Regions from separate parts of the Arachis hypogaea genome. Here region 1 is linked to region 2. The links are chromatin contacts, called in public Hi-C maps. All regions are on one chromosome and are shown on one strand. The core of a region is the stretch at or near the end of the contact, and the rest is flanking DNA. Distances in the headings are between cores, read along the strand shown.

The links. A called contact is a pair of places that touch in the nucleus more often than the background predicts.
Region 1: a contact with region 2 is called in a Hi-C map of leaf, with 8 times the contacts expected there. The contact joins the promoter of LOC112796316 here to the enhancer-like site in region 2. A contact is called at or near these places in 5 of 8 Hi-C or Micro-C datasets (leaf and an unstated tissue).

Annotation. Positions count from the first base shown.
Region 1 is chr4:12,860,307-12,864,000 of arahy.Tifrunner.gnm2.J5K5, forward strand. It overlaps LOC112796316 (transcription factor bHLH148), which reads right to left and starts at 1,606. Exons shown (of 1, transcript XM_025838696.3): 1 at 286-1,606. The coding sequence starts at 1,125. The coding sequence ends at 454.
Region 2 is chr4:12,753,181-12,757,405 of arahy.Tifrunner.gnm2.J5K5, forward strand. No RefSeq gene overlaps it. Among protein-coding and RNA genes, the nearest start is that of LOC112799288, 26 kb to the right of the region's middle. Within about 2 kb of position 2,426, at least 3 of the 3 cell types and tissues checked have open chromatin away from gene starts, as enhancers often do.

The sequences.
Region 1 (3,694 bases), core at 356-2,855, 110 kb after region 2:
CAAATTAACAAGATCAAAATAATAACAAGATATATCGATAACCAAGATTCAACACATAATCACCTCAATAAATTTAAAAAAAAATGATATATTATTATTGCAGAAAAGCTTGTATATATGTATACCTATGTAATTAACCAAAAGTAATAATTATCATGCACCTTGTTTAGTAATAATTGTTTTTTTTTAAATATAAAATTATTTAATTGTTGTTAACTCACCTCATGTCACCCATTTAACATTCTTATAAACATGTTTAATTTCAAGCCAAGTAGTATTATACTATTATCAGATTAATCATTTACTTCATTTTTTTTAAAGAAAAAAAAGACATATACATACATACATACATGTTATTAACACACACGCACACGACACGACACAGAAACCAATAATTTTTTAAATAAAAAAATTACAAACTGAAAAGGGGAGGGTGTGATGATCATGAGAATCTCAGGTGGGAGGAGCATGACCGGAGGAAGAAGAAGAAGAAGAAGAAGAAGAAGAAGAAGGAGAAGAAGAAGAATTCGCTAACAACAAGTTAGCGAGAGCAGTCATGGCGCGAACCTGCATCTCAAGAGCAGGTATATAATCAATGGCTTCTTCTAGAATCACCGGAAGAGGTTCCTTCCTGCAACCAGGAACCAACCTTCCCAACAACCTCACTTTCTTCTGAACCGCCGGAACTGTCTTTACCTTCAATCGAACCACGTTCAACCGGGTTCTTGTTCTTCTCGACCTGACCACCGGTCCCACTCTTTTCTTCTTCTTCTTTATCTTGTTCTTCATGAAGCTCAGCTTGAGCCGGTTCGTGAGTATGGCGCGGCTCCACCGGCTTCTACCTCTTGCGGCGCTGGCAAGAACTCTGTCGGCGGTTTCGCGGATGGATTTACCGCCGCCCGAGAGGGTGGATCCGGCGAGGGCTTGCCGGAGTTTGGTGGAGTAGAGGTTTTGTTGTGTTTGGGATTTCCATTTGTTGACTTGGCGGTTGTTCTTCTGTTTGTGGTTCTTGGAATGAGGCTTTTTCTTCTTGTTGTGGTTGTGCACGTGCGAGTCACGTGATGGGGTAGAGGTGAGTGCTGTTGGAATCAGAGATGATGAACCCATCTCTGAATTGAGTTTCATGGTTTGTGTTTGTGAGAGAGAGGAAGTTAAAGCTTCTATGTTTTTGAGATTTCTATTTAAAGGAAAAGGGAAAATTGGGGAAATTTATTTAATTTATATTGGATTGGAAAAAGGACGAAAGAAAACGGAAAAAAAGAAGAAGGTGGTGGAGAGAAGAACGGAACGGGAACGGGGTTGAAGAAGCTAAGGATGGAGGGGGTGGGTGAGGTGTCCCTTCAATGGAGGTTGAAGGGGAGAGACTAATGGTGGGGGACACTTATATAATAGGGACTCACAACACCCCCTTTCCCTTTCATATTCTTGTTAATAATTTAGATTAATTAAAACTAAGATTTAAATGTTTAAAGCTTAATCACACTTGACCAACTATAATTGGATTTAGTGAAACAAGTTCATCTATTTATTATACACTAAGGTGTAAATAGCTCGGATGATAAACTATGGGTTGACTTGACTTGTTTGATAAAAAAAATTTGTATATTTAAAGAATTATTTTTCATTTGTATATCTATTTTATTATTAATATTAGATTAACAGTAGATTTTACTCATATATATAATCTAAATGTAAGGATAGTAAAGTGGGTCAGCTTGCTTTTGCCCCGCCAAAGTTCTTTATAAAATAGGACGGATTGGCTCATTCTGCTAAAGTGATATAGGTTAAACTTGTTATTTCGCTTCGTTAAAAGGCAGAATAACAAGTTAGTAGGCCAGCTCGCCTTCTCTTTTTTTTTTTAAATAATTTATATTAAATATAACATAGTCCAACATTCAAAATCAAAATAGTAATTCAGAAGACTAGCAAAATAAACAATGAACTAGAATAAAATAAAAAGAATTAAGAATCACAAAAAATTAAGGACAAATTAGCACCTATAATGAAATTAAATGTTCCACAACAGAACTAATTTGATAACATTTTAACAATAAAAAAAAGCTTCAACCGGATGAATCTGGAAGAACTGCTTGACTGAGAGGTTGGTCGATTGGAGAAGCGCTGTCACGGCTGGGTCGTGATTGATGGCTGAACTGAGACATAGAGGTTGCTGAGCTGAGACATAGAGATTGCTGGTGCACGTTAACTGCGGAAGAGAGACAACTGAACAGAGGGGGAGGTTGGCCGCTGAGCGTCCTAAACAGAGGGGATCGTTGTAACAGCCCAAACCACCCGCTAGCACGATATTGTCCGCTTTTGCACGTAAGGCTTCACGGTTTTGCCTTTGAAAATAGGGATGATAGCCGAAACCCCCCCACACTCACTCGTCAAAACGCATCATGCTAGGGAGAGGTATTCACGCCCTTATAAGGCATGCTTCGTTCCCCTCCCCAACCGATGTGGGACCTTACAATCCACCCCCCTAAGGAAGCCCAGCGCCCTCGCTGGTACATCGATCCAGGCTCTGTCTCTGATACCATCTGTAACAGTCTAGACCACTCGTTAGAACGATATTTTCCACTTTGGCACATAAGGCCTCACGGTTTTGTCCTCCATTCTAGGAGCCGAGGGGCCTAGGCCTTCGCCCAGACTACCGGGCCCAACTCTCAACTTGGAGTGGGTAGGCCAACAGTTTGCTCTTTGCAAGCCCAACCTAGCAAGCCGAAGCACCTGTTCCATCACCTTAGTTGCCCCCATTTGGGTCACAGGCTGGCGTTTGAGATCCTGAAGAGAATTGGGCCAGTGGCTTATTGAATTTCCTTACCACCGTATCTTTCAAATTTACACGATGTGTTTCATGTGTCATAGCTTCGGAAGTATACTCCTGACGCAAGTCATGTTTTAAAACCGGAACCAATCCAAATAAGAGAAGATCTAACACTTCCAGTAACTCTGGTGAGAATTGATGACATCAGTGTTAAACGGTTACGCGAAAAGGAAGTATCATTGGTAAAAATAGCTTGAAGTCGAGCTGGTATCGAGGAACATACCTGAGAACTCGAATCAGATATGCGAAAGAACTACCCACATCTCTTTTCAGGTAACTGAATTTGAATTTTGAGGGCAAAATTCTTTATTAGGTGGATAGGATATAAACCCTGGTTAAATTAGTATATAATTAGTCAATAAATTAGTTTTTAATAAGGAAGATTAGAAATACGAATATTATATCAAATTAGGGTAGAGCTCATTGAAACGAGAATTTTGACACTAATTTCGAAGAAAATGCCTCATGCTAGGGAGAGGTATCCACACCCTTATAAGGCATGCTTCGTTTCCCTCCCCAACCGAATGTGGGACCTTACAATCCACCCCCCTAAGGGAGCCCAGCGCCCTCGCTATCACATCGATTCAGACTCCGACTCTGATACCATCTGTAATAGTCCAGACCACCCGCTAGCACGATATTGTCCGCTTTGGCACATAAGGCCTCACGGTTTTGCCTTTGATGATAGGGATGATAGCCGAAACCCCCCACACTCACTCGTCAAAACACGTCATGTTAGGGAGAGGTATCCACAGCCTTATAAGGCATGCTTCGTCTCCCTCCCCAATCGATGTGGGACCTTACAATCGTCGCCGCTGGTGCTTGCTAGACTAAGAGAGAGAGCATTCGGCCTTTGGCCTTCGCGGC
Region 2 (4,225 bases), core at 1,176-3,675:
CATTTCAATTGAAATGGCGCCAAAGTTACCGTTGGATTAATCCCATGGTAATCATCAACTCAGGCTCGAGAATCCATTGAAAACATTGATAGAAAATTCGCCGATAATTAGCGTCAAATGAAAAAAATTTGCTAGTAAGAGATTTCTGGCGCTGTTTATACCGTTAACTACAGGACAACAGTAAATCCGACAGTAACATACTTAGCGGCAGATTCATTTGATTAATCCAATAATAAGTCTGACGGTAATCAACATTTTTTTTGTAGTGGTAGATGATGGTTTGGCATCGATAATGAGGATACAAATCATATACTTTTTCTTAAAAAATATTATATGTCTATTTTTATCAAACAAAATTGTATAAAAAGAATTCTTCTTATTTATTTCTAATGTCTCTTTCTTTGCCTTGTTATCTCTGTATTTCTGTCTCAAGGTGATATGTAAACAAAGTTATAAAAATGCAATAGCAAAATAGTCAAAAAGAAAGAGACAAGATAAAGAGTAAGAATGTGTTTTATAATGGGTGGAAGAAAGTTTTAAATAGTTTGACGAAAAAGATTAAGGTTCTAACATTTTCTATCAATATTAGCCAATATTTTAGATTCGTATTTTTTTTTTTTTTGTATACTATTGTGATTTAGAGTATAAGATTCAGAATTTATAATTTAGTATTTAGGATTTAAAATTAGTCAAATATTAATAAAAAATAATAAATTTTATTAGTTATATAGTATTATTCAATATTATTTTACCTGTTAACTTTTCTATTTAATTTGATGCCTTTATTTCTTCTTTTATAACTACCTTAAAAAAATAAACTAAGAAGATAATTATTTTCTTTTTTTTTTCTTTAAAAAATGAAAAGCAGATAAACATACACAAAAGTAATGTCTTTCTTTTATTTTTAGACATAAAACGTCATGTCCCTTGCGTAGTATTTGGTGGAGAGATAGAGACAGAAAGACTAAGACTGAGAGACAAAGACTAAGAGACAGAGATTGGAATAAATCTCAGTATTCTGTTTGGTGTAAAGTGTGAGACAGAAATTAAAACAATAATGGAATTCTAATTTAATTTGTACAAAGGATAAAATTGGAATTAATTAATTGAAATGAAGGTATTTTAGGTATAAAATGTTATTAAAATATCAGTCTCCATCTCTAAAAATTTTAATCCCCTGTGTTTCTACTTTTTGGAGGTACTAAAATACTGAAATTTTGGGAATAGAGACAAAAATTTTAGTACCGGTCTCTGAACTAACAAACATGATACTAAGTCTCAGTCTCTCATTCTCTATGTCAGTACTTCAAAACAAACGCTACCTTAAGACGTTAATTAGGGGTGGCAACGGGGCGGGTAGGGCGGGTTTTTGCTCTACCTGACCCTGCACCGCCGTACAACAACCCGCATAGAACCTGCACCGCTTTTACCTGCGGATAATAAAATGTTAAACCCTAACCCGCCCCTGCGGGTACCCGCCTCGCCCCTATAATTATTAAAATCCAATAAATAAAATTAAATTTCAAAATTTATATAACCATCATCACATACATAACATAAATTAAAGTAAAAATTTAAATATGATACAATATTATTAATCATTTACTAATTATTTTACATATATTATACATATTATATATTAAAATTATATATATTATATATATATAACGGGACGGGTATTACCTAAACCCGACCCCGCCCCCGCCCCTCCCAAGAACCCGCCCCGCACGGGACAGATTTTTAGCGGGACGGGTTCTTGGGAGGGGTATATATATATATATATAGTGAATGCTATGGTGCCTAAAAGGTAGTGCTTATTTACTAAAAAAGGTTAAAAATAATATTTAATTTAAAAGATATAACAATAAATAATTTTTAAAAAATCAAAATTTACTATAAAAGGTAAGTTAGGCAAAATTTAGACACTAACTCATAGCACCATAAAATTGACCTATACATTTGAGGTGATGAATTAGTATATGTTTTTTTTTTTTTGGTTGGATGTATTAAATAGTCTCTAATCTTAAGTATTACATCACATAATTACACACATCAACTACACACATATTTAAAGATTTTATCTATTATTTAGCCATTACTAAGATTTTTTTTTTTTGTCGGTGGATTGGACAATCCCCAATTCTAGATACCCCAATGGATTGGACAATTCCCAATCCTAGGTATACAACACACCCACACACTCCTCACATATTTTATCATATTTTTTTTCAATTGCATTTTCTAGAGTTTGAATCCTAGACTTTTGAGGTAGGGAGGGAAAGATATGCCATTAGAGACAAGGCTCATTGGCACCATTACCAAGATTTAAACCCGGGTGTGTGATTCATGAAGCAAAGAAGGTGGAGAGGAAAGTGAAAAGGCCATTTATCTAAGGCCCATAGTAGATAGAATAAACTTGCTGGCTTTAATGGGCCTTTTGGGGTCTTCCCAGTTCCCATTGTAATGCTAATCACATTATAATATGCAAACCCACAACTATGACCGCCAATGTTTTTGGATTGGACCTCGTCCAAAAACTAAATAAACAAAATGCATGCGATACAGTGGTCTTTTTGGTTGGTAGATATTAATGATTAGCCTTAATGGTGACACTTCCAACCAAAAATAACAAACCTTAATGGTTAATGCTGACACTCATTAAGGTCTGGCCAAAAAAGCTTGACCAAAACAAAAAAGGTCTGGCCGAAAAAGAAAACTTGTGGTAGTGCGTGGTACATTACATTGTATTCAAAATTAATAAAAAACCATATTTTATTATGTAAGAGTCTAATGGCAGAACATATATTAAAGCGTCACCTTTTTTTTTCCCTTTTTTAAGCAGAGGTCGTATTAGTTATGCATAAATTTAGTGCAACGTATAGGGCAAATAACCTAAAAAAATAAAATGAAAATCAAATTTTCATAAATCTCCTAAAATAAAAAAATGTTACGTAATTGTTTTCAAAAATAAATTCGTGTAAATCGAATTAGGTTAATTCAGTTTAGCTATTTTAATAATAAATCAAATCAACAGAATTTAAACCATTAGGATTTTAACTAAATCAAATGAGTTTGAATCGATTTAATATGGTTTGAAGTATATTCATGATAAATTAAATCTATGGACTTTGAATTACATTCATAATTTTTTTTTCATAGTAATTTAAATTGGATAGATTGAAATTCGGCATTAGTAAATCGAAATAGGCTGTTTCGATTTACTTGGAACTATGGATATTGGTAAATCGAAGTAGGGTGCTTCGATTTATTCAGTGTATATCTATATATAAAGCATTTGAAGTCACATGCTTCGAATTATATTTCACCTCCTTTTAGAAAAAAATTTTACCCAAAAACACCCTGAGATTCTGACTGCAGAATGGAAGATGACCCGAATAGTATCTATTGGTTAGATGCGCCGCCCATATTGCTGGTTCTATCCATGAAGAGGGTAGTTTCCAAAATTAAATATCTTTACAAAATAAATAGTAATTTTTTATGTTAAGTCGTTTAGAATTTCATTATGTACATTGTTGATATTTTTAAACTACAGATGGTAGTTTTGCAAGTGATTTAATATTTGTTAGAATTTTAATAGTACAAATATAAGATGAAATAGTGTTAAACGATGCTTAGTTAGAGTAGTAATTAATTAGATTAAAGGTTTTTTGGGAGTTTAGGATTTATTAATGTAGGTTTTGAATGTTAGCAGAAATTTAGCAAGAATTTAAATTAGCTTAATTTTTTAAATTTAATTTAATTCCTAAAGATCAGGTTAACGAGCAGTAATTTAATTTATTTTTATTTTAGTTAAAATTAATTTAGTTTGAGTTTAGAAAATTTTTTGGTGAATTTAATTTATTTTAGTTTATTTAAAGTTAATGTAATTTAACACTTAAATGTTAGTGTTTAAATTAATATAATTTAATTTAGTTTGTTTTTATAGTTTATGTATTGAATATTAGATTAATTATGTACTGTTACAATTTAATTTAATTTGGTTTAATAGACATTTAGTCACCTTCCTCACGACGTAGACAATGAAGGTGAAATAAAATGCAGACGACGGTGAAATAAAACTTGCAAATTCTCGTCATTGTCTATCACAAACGAGTCATATTTCTTCCCATCGCGAACAACAGATCCCTATCAACAAGGTTCATAGAAGGTCTGAGAAAGACGCTTAACGGATCTTTATCAGTAAACCTTATTCCTGGTTGCATTT